Regions from separate parts of the Zea mays genome. Here region 2 is linked to region 1. A link is a contact called in public Hi-C data. All regions are on one chromosome and are shown on one strand. The core of a region is the stretch at or near the end of the contact, and the rest is flanking DNA. Distances in the headings are between cores, read along the strand shown. Region 1 holds the start of LOC100280216 (Tobamovirus multiplication protein 2A). Region 2 holds the start of LOC100280683 (crcB-like protein).

Region 1 (5,351 bases), core at 93-2,592:
CCATGGTCAAAGAAAATGAATGCAGCAGCTGCAGCTTCAGCAAGGATCAACAATATGACCAAGAAAGCATACTTGTTTACAAGTAAAAGGAAACAAGCGTGTAATACTGTGACCCTATCATTATAAAATGCCAAGTGCCTTGGACGAAACGTTTTTTGGGCTGCAGAAATAGTGATAATCTTATTGCCTCTGCTACTGCTGTTCTATAAGAATTAAGATCAGCGTTCAGAGTAGCACAGAAACAAAATTTTGTTGGTTCACATGTTCAGCAACTAATAATATCCCGTCTGGAATTAATGTTGAGCATAATTCCAAGTACTTTTTAGTGTCTTGTGCATGACAAATGGAATCTTCTTTAGAGAGGACAACATAATGACGCCGAAGAGGCACATAACAGGATACGAAACACAAACAGCAGGTGTTTCTTGTCCCTGCTCCAATGCAGCCAAACAGAGACACCAAGATGACGATGGTGCCAACACAAATAAACAAATAAATAAACCTGCAGGGAACAGAGGCTATTAAATATGAAACACAATCACCTTGGCAGTAAAAACAAACAGAGAAAACCCACAGTTGCCAAACTAAAGAGTCAATGATACTTGGAACATTCAAATCCACACATAATTTACCCCCTACCCAACATGCTCACCAATAATCTAAAGGCGAGTAACAAATGCTTCGTCAGACTGCAATTTGGAACTGCGTGTTTTGGCTATCAATTGCATATTTCACACATTCACAGTTGTGATTGCCACCCCTACTAAGCAAACCTTGCAGTTCCTCTCAATCCAAAATCATAATCAATGGCGACATCACATGGACGAAACCAGTATTGATACATCAGAAAAAAAAGTCCACAGGCAAGGAAACCATCTCACCATGCTTTGGGTAGATTGTCGAGGAAGCTGTCACCGAGAATGACAGCCCCCAACAACGGCCGGCCAGAGACGAGCACCTCCGCCGTCGAAGCCCCGCCGATGCCGTCCTCGGATATCTTCATCCACTCGACGAGCAGGTAGATCCCGTAACCAACCATAGCGAGGCCGGCGACGGTGAGGATGAAGTTGAGCAGCCTGAGCAGGCACTCGAAGAAGCCCCGGCACGCCGCCATCTGCCCCCCGTCCTCCCCTTCCTCCGCCACCGATCAATCGATCGATATACCAATCTACCAAGTCCAAAAGAACGCTCCGATTCTCAGGGGAATTCCAACGAATCCCGCCCGAATCGCGCCGAATTTCGCGCGGCGGGTGTGGGGAAGAAGGACAGGAGGACGAGTTGATTACCTGGCGATGCTTCGCTTGCTGTTTGTTCTTCCGTTTCTAAATCTTTTTTAGGTTTTTGCGCGTGAATAAAATAAGATCACTAGGGTGGATTGGGGGAAAGGAGGAGGTGGAGTGGAGTCGACGGGGGAGCCCGCCAGGTGGCGTGAGGAGGGCCGTCGCCTGAGGCGATGGACGGAGCAGATCGATTGGGCTGGCTGCATTAGGAATTTGAGTTGGAGTTTTTTTATCGCTTCGGCGATGCTGGCGGGTAGTGCTCGGCTGCTCGCCATCGCCCATCGCCCCCGTGCGCAGGCCGCAGTCCGCAGAGGATATGCGCTGGCTGTCGGGCGACAGGAAAGGTCTGATCTGGCTGCCACCTCGGCGGTTTGTTCTGTTGAACCAGTCAGTCGCCTGCGCGAGTCATTGGCATGTGTTGCTGTTGTCAGCGTGATTAGTGTTTTTCCCAAAGCTTGGTTTGACGGCCACCCAGGGACGCCTTGATTTAGTTTAGCTTTACGCAGTCTGTTAAAAAAACTCAGGTTCTGTTTGGTTCCTGCAAATTGAGTGGAATTAGAAAGCAATCTAACGATAAACTAAAAAAACGGGAAACAATTTTTAGATGTTATTGTGATTGAAACATCTCCAAAAATCTTTCTAAATTTCACTATCTAAATCAACATTTATAGAGTCGTTTATATAAAACCCACTTCCTATAACTTTCCGATCTCCAACAATTTTTATATATCGTGTTTGCACTCTAGAGAGACATTTACATTTTTATCTTTATCTTTAGTTGGGGAGAAATCTGAAATAAAAATATGTCTATATTTAGATAATCATTTAAATAAACCGTTGGAGAGTATTTTTTTAATAAAAATACCTATTCTTATCAATTAGAAAGAATATAGAGAGTCTTTTAAAGTGCTCCGGTGGTATTCGAGCTCTTCTGTGCAATTTAATCTCAGTTCCATATTTATTTAAGTCATGTTGTGGATCTCTAATAACTACTTAGCTAGTATAACTCTTAGCTGTTTTACTAGAGCAAATATATTTTGGATAATTGGATTGTCTTGGTAGCCGGAATCCAAACGAGATATATCATCTAATTGTAGCCAGCTCTAAGCAACTCCAAGAAATTAGCTATATGGTTTTGCAAAGGTAAATTTAGCTAATATTAGAAGAAAAATGTCTTTAATAGACTTTGTAAACGACTCTTCAGATTTAGTGGCTCTCTATCCCTCTACTTTTGCTCCCTATTTTTGGATAGTCTGCTTCACTCTCTATTCAGTCTGTAGGTTTACTGAGTATGTTGGATTAGCCTACACTTTTCCTATAAAATATAATTTGGCTAATATTTTAGCTAATCTCTTGGAGTTGCTATAAGGGATGCAAATTAGCTCTTACTAGGTACGTGCCCGTGCGTTGACACGATAGTTAAAATCGGTATAAAATATAGATACAAAACAACAAATATCACTATGAATGCAAAATCTGTATAACAATATTACCGTAACACTAATATTATATTGACAATATAAATATGTAATATTATTATAAATACGCCGACTCAAATAGAACGAATTGGTGTCGAAAATCGTTATAATATCACACAAAATATTTCTAAATAATCAAGATACAATTTTAAAAAAATAGGCAAATATATCGACAATCATACACTAATCTAATCTTTTTTTAACGATATTGATAAGTCTGTTGTATGTTTACAGAGATGGTATATCGATACGAATTATCCTCGTGACTTAATAGATTGATCACAAAGTTCCTCTGAAGAATCAGATGCACAAGACATAAGAGAACAAAATATCAAATGGAATATTAAGTAGATGTACAAACTGACTCAAGATAAACAGAACAACAAACTGACTCAAGAGAAATAGAAAAACAAACCTGATTTCGTCTAAACCAGTTGAACATATTTATGTTTTATGATTCTATAAGAACACTGAAGTATCTTTTCAATTTTTCATCTCGAGTCATCTTACATAATTCTCATGATTATCCTAATTCAAGAAACAACACAATAGAGTGTGTAACAATATCAAATATCAAACATTGCAATATAAATTTAGTTTCATAATTTTCTATAAACTTTAGTAACTAAGAGGTTTCGCAAGATGCCCAACAAAGTAAAGCGCACTAAAACAATGTGCACCAACATATTTTGATGCGATAGGTTGCTAAGATTGCCATGGAACAACAAGTGTTGACTTACCTGAGCTACACACACACTCTTCTTGCTTTCTTATATAAATTGTGTGTAAAGTATTTATATATGTTGTGTGCTGCTGTATATACTGATACCACTTCCAAGGCAGGTTAGCGGTGTACATATCGAATGCTTGATGAAAAACAATCTTAGAAAAACAATCTTATGTGTAGTTACGAGGTCACACCGCCGGAGAGGCCGGCTCCCGTAATGCCTGCCCATTTTTTCGTGATCGCACACCCGCGCCTGCGGCGACGTCGACTCAGTGAGATGGGGTGGTGCCGTAGCACTACGATGCAGGATAAGCTCGCTCGCGTCACGGTGGAGTGCATGATTTGCTACAAAATGTGTGGTGGCCGACGGCCATTTGATAGGCGCACAAGTCAGAGAACTAGAACCTTTTTCTTTTGCAAATTCTTATGATATTGAATTAAAGTAGTTTGGCGTTCCTTACTCAAGGGTGCAGTAAAGTGATAAAAATAGAATGTTCTCTTTGCAAAACAATATTAAAATAAAATGCTAGACTCTGGTGGGCGCTTTGTAAACCAACATATACATTTTGTACCTTGCTCATGATTTGTATGCAGATAACTAAAACTAACCGCAGACCGAATGCATATAAAACTAAGCTCCTTAATGCAGAGAGCTATCTTTAGGTGGAGCGTGGGTTTACCAACAAGGCACTTGTGCTAGCTACAACTGCAAACTATGCACCTCTGTCTTTAGCAGATCCAACATCGCCTAATTCGCCCCCTGCTTGTGGCAGGGGCCAGAGCCGTTGGCGTCAACCTGCAGAGATCGACAACAAGAATCGATATTAGTAACTCTTCAGATCCTCTTTAGTAGGTTATATAATACATAGAGCAATGCAAGACATAATTTGATTAATACCTGTTTGTTGGGGGCCTTCATCTTCCGAAGGTCCTCAAAAACATGACTAACAATGTTTCCCAAAGTATAATATATGTGCAGGAACCTTCGCACATGGGATGAAGCTATATACAATGTGGAAAGCAAGGTCAGAACGAAGGTTGAACCATTGTTGAAGCCGTGTGCAAGGAAGCTTTGAATCAATAGCAAAAAAAGGAACCGACTTAAGGAGGAAAAGACTATTTAGTCCTCGATAGATTGTTCTTAAGTCAATACTAAATATGAAGGTGTCGGCGTTTCGTACCCGAGGGACCTTCAACCGAGCCGACCAGTGAATTTATCGCTGCGTGCCCCTGCCCAGATGGGTTGGTGCAAGATGGAACACAAGGGGGAATGCGGCTTGTATTATATCACATCGGGGTGCTCGTAGTAGGGGTTACAAGCGTCGAGAGAGAGAGAGAGACTGTTCGTTAGCTCGTCCCCCCACGCGACCCCCCTGCAGGAAGGCCCTGGACCTCCCTTTTATAGATGCAAGGAAAGGGTCCAGATGTACAATGGGGGGTGTAGCTATGCGCTAACGTGTCTGGCAGAGAAGTGCCTGAGCCCTGTGTACATGCCAACATGGCTGTCGGAGAAGTGCTTGAGCCCTGCGTACGTGATAACGTGGCCGTCGGAGAAGTGCTTGAGCCCTGTAGAAGCACAGCTGGCGGTGCGGCTGGGATCCTGCTGACGTCTCCTTGCTTCCGTAGGGGGCTGAGAACCACCGACGTCATGGACGCACGAGGGGAACCATAATTACCTGTTACTGGGACGAGCCAGATGGGACGCCGGTCTTGTTCCCTCGTAGCCTGAGCTAGCTAGGGTAGGGTAATGATGTATCCCCTGTGGCGCGGTCGGTCCGAGCCCAAGGTCGGGCGAGGCGGAGACTTCTCCTGAGGCCGAGGCCGGGGTCGGGCGAGGACGCGATTCCTCCCAAGGCCGAGGCTGAG
Region 2 (5,792 bases), core at 1,952-4,451, 180 kb after region 1:
ACTTGACTTCGCATCATGTCGAAGAATTGACAATTTTATCGATTCTTGGTAGGGGCAAGTCGTCCTTAGGACATGATTTGTTGAGGCTTGTGAAGTCTATGCAAATCCTGCACTTGCCATTTTCTTTTTTACCATGACTACATTGGCGAGCTAGGTTGGGTAGTCTATAGGCTCAATGAATTTTTTTCTCGAGTAGTAAATGTACCTTAGCCTTTGTTGCCTCAACCTTTTCATCTAAAATTTTGCACAATTTCTGTTTCTTGGGGTGGATCGAGGGGTCGATACTCAGACTGTGTTCAATAATGCCGCGACTGGCCCCTATGAGGTCACAGGAGAACCAAGCAAAAACATATTTGTTGTTGTTTGAGAAGGTTAATATTTTCTCCTTGTCTTCGCTGTTGATGTATTTTCTTATTAGTACTGTTTGGTTTTAGTAGTGTGGGCCCCAGAGCACTTTTTGGCCCATTTGTTGCTTTGAATTAGGTTCTTTTTCCTTTTCCACTTTGTATGGGCGATGGGATGGGGGCTTCGCCCTCCTTGGCAAGGCAGTGCACATTACATTGGCTGGTAACGAAGTCCCTCTCAATGTTGTGAACTATCTACTAGTCTTCATAGACCGTGATTACATCTTGTATGGAAGGTTCAAGTTTGTTTATGGAACTCATACCTAGGATGGCGTTGTAGGGGTAAACCATGTCCACTATGTCGAATGTCACTTCTTCAGGCCTCACATTAGGGGCTGACCCAAGGAATAATGGTAGTTCTATTTTTTCCAAGGAAATGTTCCTTTTCCATCGAAGGTGTAGAGGGGGTTGTCCGGTAGTTGGAGGAGTTGTGATTGATGCCCATGCAGTCAATGCGGTCGAAGGCGTGCAGGAAAATAATGTATGCCTAGCTACCATTATCAACGAGGACCTTATGCAATTCCCATGCTATCACGTTGCATTGTGTAGCCATTGCATCGGTATGCGAAGCGCTACAAAGATCGACATCCCTTATGTCGAAAGTTATGGGGACATGAGACCACATCGTCTGGGTGACGGGTCCAGTGATGGTGACATGATTAACCTTCTGATAGTGATCTTTTTCTGTATTTTATTGGCATAATCCGTGTTGGACCCTCCAGTGATCATGTGGATGACACCTCGAATACGTGGTTGTGCGAAGTCCTCGTCTTCCTTTTGTTGTGGAAGGGGGGGTTGGTGGTTTAGGGGAATTATTTATGGATCGGCTTGAAGAGTAGGAATGTGTTCCTTGTATTTATGTGAGTGACACCGAGACCACCATCATCTTTTGCATAACAGACTTGTCCCCGACGCTTGCTATCCACTGCCTTCACGACCCCCGGGAGCAGTTGCAAGGACCCCATTAAGTAGATAAGGCTGTTGTCCAAAACTGAGTTGATTAGGACAAGGCACCCCATAAGATTTAAAAGATCCGCTTGACATCTAGCCAGGTACCTATCAAATTTCTCTACGAGGGGACTAAAGGAAGACAATCTGGTTTTGGATGGGGAGAGGGGTAGACCAAGGTATGACTGTGGGAAACCCACGTTTCTGCATCCAAGAATCTCAACACATTGCTGCACAACTACTTCATCCATGTTCATAGGGACTAAGACATTTTTGTGCTAATTTATACAAAGTCCAATCATAGAGCTAAAGTTGTCTAAGGTGGATTTAAGGGAGGCAACGTCCATAGGGTCCTCCTTCAGAACAATTAGTGTGTCATATGTGTATTGCAAAATAGCACAGGACCGAAAGATGTCAGAGGGTATCCAATTCGGCCGTCGCTTTTGATCAGGGCTTGCAGAATATCTGCAACCAGTATGAAACAAGTAGGGAGACAACGGGTCGCCTTGCTGGAGGCCTCTACCACACTGCCACTAGGGGCCAGGGCAACCATTCATCGGACAAGAGCTGATCTATCCAGCACATCCAGCGGTCACTAAATCCTCTGACGCGCAACACAGTGTGTAAGGCATCCCAGTGGATAGTATCGAAGGCTTTTGCAAAGTCCAGCTTCAACGCAGTAGCGGGGGTTTTCGGGGCTGTTTGGTTTGTGGCTAAATGTACCACACTTTGCCTAAGGTTAGTCGTTCGAATTGAAGAACTAACCTTAGACAGAAAAGTTAGGCAAAGTGTGACAAGTTAGGCATCAAACCAAACATGCCCTTCCTCTTATGACAATATTGGATAAGCTCCGGTGCGTAGACAAAATTTTCAGAAATAAATCAGCCTTTGTGGAAGCCTGTCTGATTCAAGTGGATGAGTTTGTGAATCTCTTGTTGTAGTCTAGTTGTGAGAATTTTTGAAATTATCTTCACAACCGTGTAGGATGATCTATAATATAGATATATTTTGTAATCAAATCAAATAGTTCACAATACATGTACATCAATATTCTCCAAACTTCAAAATGCAACTTTTATGAAAGAAATAAAAATGGGAACCATCCGGAGTTCCTGAAAGGGACAGGAAACCTTTTCGAGAACATATGGCACACGTGAAAAAAAATTGTAGGAGCGAGAAAGAACTCGTAACGAAGACCAGAAACAAATAATTAGTTTAATAAAATATAAGGCTAGAAAAGAAGAAAATATAAACATGTCTCTGAATCCGTGATAGCGTCGTTAAAGCGAGGGAAACAAGTGGCGTCTTCTGATTAGGCTGCTGCTGAATTGAATAGAGTTTGGTTTAAGGTCAAAGTAGGGTAAGCCAGGGTAATATCGTCCTATCGATTTTTTGGTACAATGCTATCACCAAAAATTACTTTGGTGTTTACTCCACCCCACATAAATTTCATCTAAACACTATAGAAAATATGATTATATCCTTCCATCGTCTTTATACGTCCAACCATACACACGAAAAAACAGTATCATCCCACTTGACAATTATTTTTAATTCTTTTCCTTTTCTATAATGTAGATAAATTATGTAATTACACCTATACGGTACCGAGTAGTCTTTTGATTGTTAATAAAGTTCACACCTTTTTACGGACCTCAAAATCTTAGGCATGACGAGTTAATTTTAATGTTTTTCTTTCGGCTAATTCCACCATTTAACATTTTTCGCTTATTTTTAATGCATACGGACTACGGTTTGGCGAATCATTACAGGTACGGTCAGTCTTTTTTTCCCTGAAGACAGGCAGCACTAAAACATTTCTCTGCCTAACTACTTCCCTGTACGTGGACGAGGACCAAGGAGACAGAGAGAAAGCCTGGCCGCGCCGCCCACCGTCGCCTCGTCAGTCGCCTCCTCCATCCTCCCTCCCCATCGACTTCCCAAATCCCAGCCAGGTAATTCTTGGAGCTCGTCTTTCCGGTTGTCTCCTCTTTCCTGTGCATCCTGCTGCTCCGAAAATCTCTCAGATCTCCTCGTCCTCTGGCCCATTCTCTTCATCTCCATGCATGGATGAACAAGAGACGGAGGGAGACAGATGCAAACATCGAGACTGGGTAGGTGTGGCGTCGTGCTGATCTTCCTCCCACCTTACTTGACCATGGAACCTTTAGAGCTAAAAGGCACCAGGCACTGATTATATTAGGTTACTTGTTAATTAACAATTAGCATCGCGATTAGACTAGACCAGTTGGTTACTAACAATCAAACAATTGGTATCGAGATGTCAAAGGCAGTCACCTTTAGTGGGATCGATACTGTTCTTTTAGTCTATTCAATTCAGTAGCAGTCTAATCAGAAGACGCCACTTGTTTCCCTCGCTTCAACGGCGCTGTCACGGGTTCAGACGTGTTTCTATTTTTCTTCTTTTCCAGCCTTACTTTTGATTAAACTAATTATTTGTTTCTGGTCTTCGTTACGTGTACTTTCTCGCTCCTACAATTTTTTTCGCGTGTGCCATATGTGTTCCCGGAAAAGTTTCCTGTCCCTTTCGGGTACTCCGGATGGTTCCCATTTTTTTTCTTTCATAAAAGTTCTATTTTGAAGCTTGGAGAACAGTGATGTACATGTACTGTGAGCTATTTGATTTGACTGAAGGAAAAAAAATGTTGCTGCAGTCTCCTCGATCTTCAGAGCTGTGATGTGATTTGTCCAGATACCTACAAAAACGTACCAAATCCTATCTTTTTGTCCTACCCATTGTTTGGTTCCCGTGCTTCCAGAATTTATATGGACTGTGGATTTTAATGGAAGAAAAGAAAGGAAAAATATGAATCATAAACTACTGACTCATGTCATAACATTGACTTTTTGTGTAGGGTTGTTATCTGTCTTTGTAGCAGAAGAAACAGTCCTAAAAAAGAATGGAGAGCTCCTCAGATAGGAGCAACGTTTCTCAGGGGAACCACCTGGGTTATGCGAGAAGCACATCCATGGATTCCACTGGTCCTCAGTTAGCTGGTAGGTCTAGCTCAATGTTGAGTAGGAGAAGTAGCAGACAGGGCTCAAGGGGATCCATCAGCCTCTCAAGGGAGATGGGGGACTCCATACTGAGCTCAATGAGGCATTCTCTTCAGTCGGCGGATCAATTGCTAGGAGACATCGATAGCTCAGTTCTGGCTCAACTCATCGAAAGTGGTCGAGTTCTATCACCCGAAGGCGATGTTGATGAGGATACAGTAAGAATCTCTGAACATCATAAGGTTGGCCCTGTTCCAGATGATGCAATAAAGCAAACCAGTGACAATTTTGCATCAGCACCTATATCTTCAGCGGAGACAAAAGACACTATTTCTAACGTCCTAGCAGATTCATCTACTAAGGTAAAGATAGTAGTGGAGTTGAGTAGCTGCTTGTCATTCTCATACGTGTGGTTGCTCCGTTGATATATTGTTGAAAGGTTATTTTTTATGTTATATGTGCTGGCATGACCATGCTTTCATCTGCCTGTAGGTTGAACCATATAAGCTTTCTCTGAGGCTAGACTATGCTGCTTACATGATCCATTTAGCTGTCTTTGGCTTTTTCGGGGTAACTCTCCAAAATCTCACATAAGGTTCTTTCTATGTCTTTGTGATAGCTGTTACATAATCTTTGCTGATCTAATGTAAATGTGGCAACACTTGCCGTTTCATGCTTTTACTAATGGAGGTCCTGGACCATTGAAATTTAGAGAAATCTTATATTTATATCTTTGAGCACATACTGTTCCAACCTAGATGTCTGCCAACACCAAGTATTGACATGTGGATGTTTACTCGTTTAGATCATTGAAGGATCTGGCGAGATTGCTATTAGAGGATGATTACCTATCTTGCATTATTCCGGTTCCCTTGGAGCACTTACGTTTTTCATAACTGATCAGGTATTCACAAGGTATGGGCTCCAAAAGCTGTTTGGCCCAGACTGTTTGGCACTCACTTCAGATCAAAGCCCACTTTACCCTGATCTTCCATCTAATATGGTATGCACAATCATTTTTATGCTCAAGTTTGAGTCAAGGAATTTAGAGAAACCACAGGGGGTTTTATATGTACTAACTCATGTTGATTGCCAAATTGCTTGGGCCAGCTTGGGTCTTTCTTGATGGGCTGGTTTGGTATCATTTTCAAGGCTGATATACGATACATATCTGACCATCTTATTGTCGGAATCACAACTGGATACATGGGAAGCCTTACAACCTTCAGTGGGTGGAACCAGAAAATGGTTGGTTTGTCTTCCAAAGGCCATTGGGTATATGCTATAGCGGGCGTAGTACTAGGTATCTGATCATCATTTTTATGATTAAGTGCAATATCTCCTAAATTAGATATTATCAAACAAAAAATATGAACAAAATAATCCTTCTGATGGCTAACAACACTGATTTTCAGGGATGTT

The links. Hi-C and Micro-C count contacts between places; a contact is called where the count stands out from the background.
Region 2: a contact with region 1 is called in a Hi-C map of ear, with 2.2 times the contacts expected there. The contact joins the promoter of LOC100280683 here to the promoter of LOC100280216 in region 1. A contact is called at or near these places in 2 of 25 Hi-C or Micro-C datasets (ear and tassel).

Annotation. Positions count from the first base shown.
Region 1 is chr9:118,666,071-118,671,421 of Zm-B73-REFERENCE-NAM-5.0, forward strand. LOC100280216 (Tobamovirus multiplication protein 2A) reads right to left here and starts at 1,343. Exons shown (of 7, transcript NM_001153147.1): 1 at 1,287-1,343; 2 at 882-1,168; 3 at 403-502; 4 at 1-71. The coding sequence starts at 1,114.
Region 2 is chr9:118,845,036-118,850,827 of Zm-B73-REFERENCE-NAM-5.0, forward strand. It overlaps LOC100280683 (crcB-like protein), which reads left to right and starts at 3,202. Exons shown (of 8, transcript NM_001153602.1): 1 at 3,202-3,307; 2 at 3,957-4,079; 3 at 4,229-4,732; 4 at 4,863-4,940; 5 at 5,275-5,373; 6 at 5,481-5,673; 7 at 5,786-5,792. The coding sequence starts at 4,274.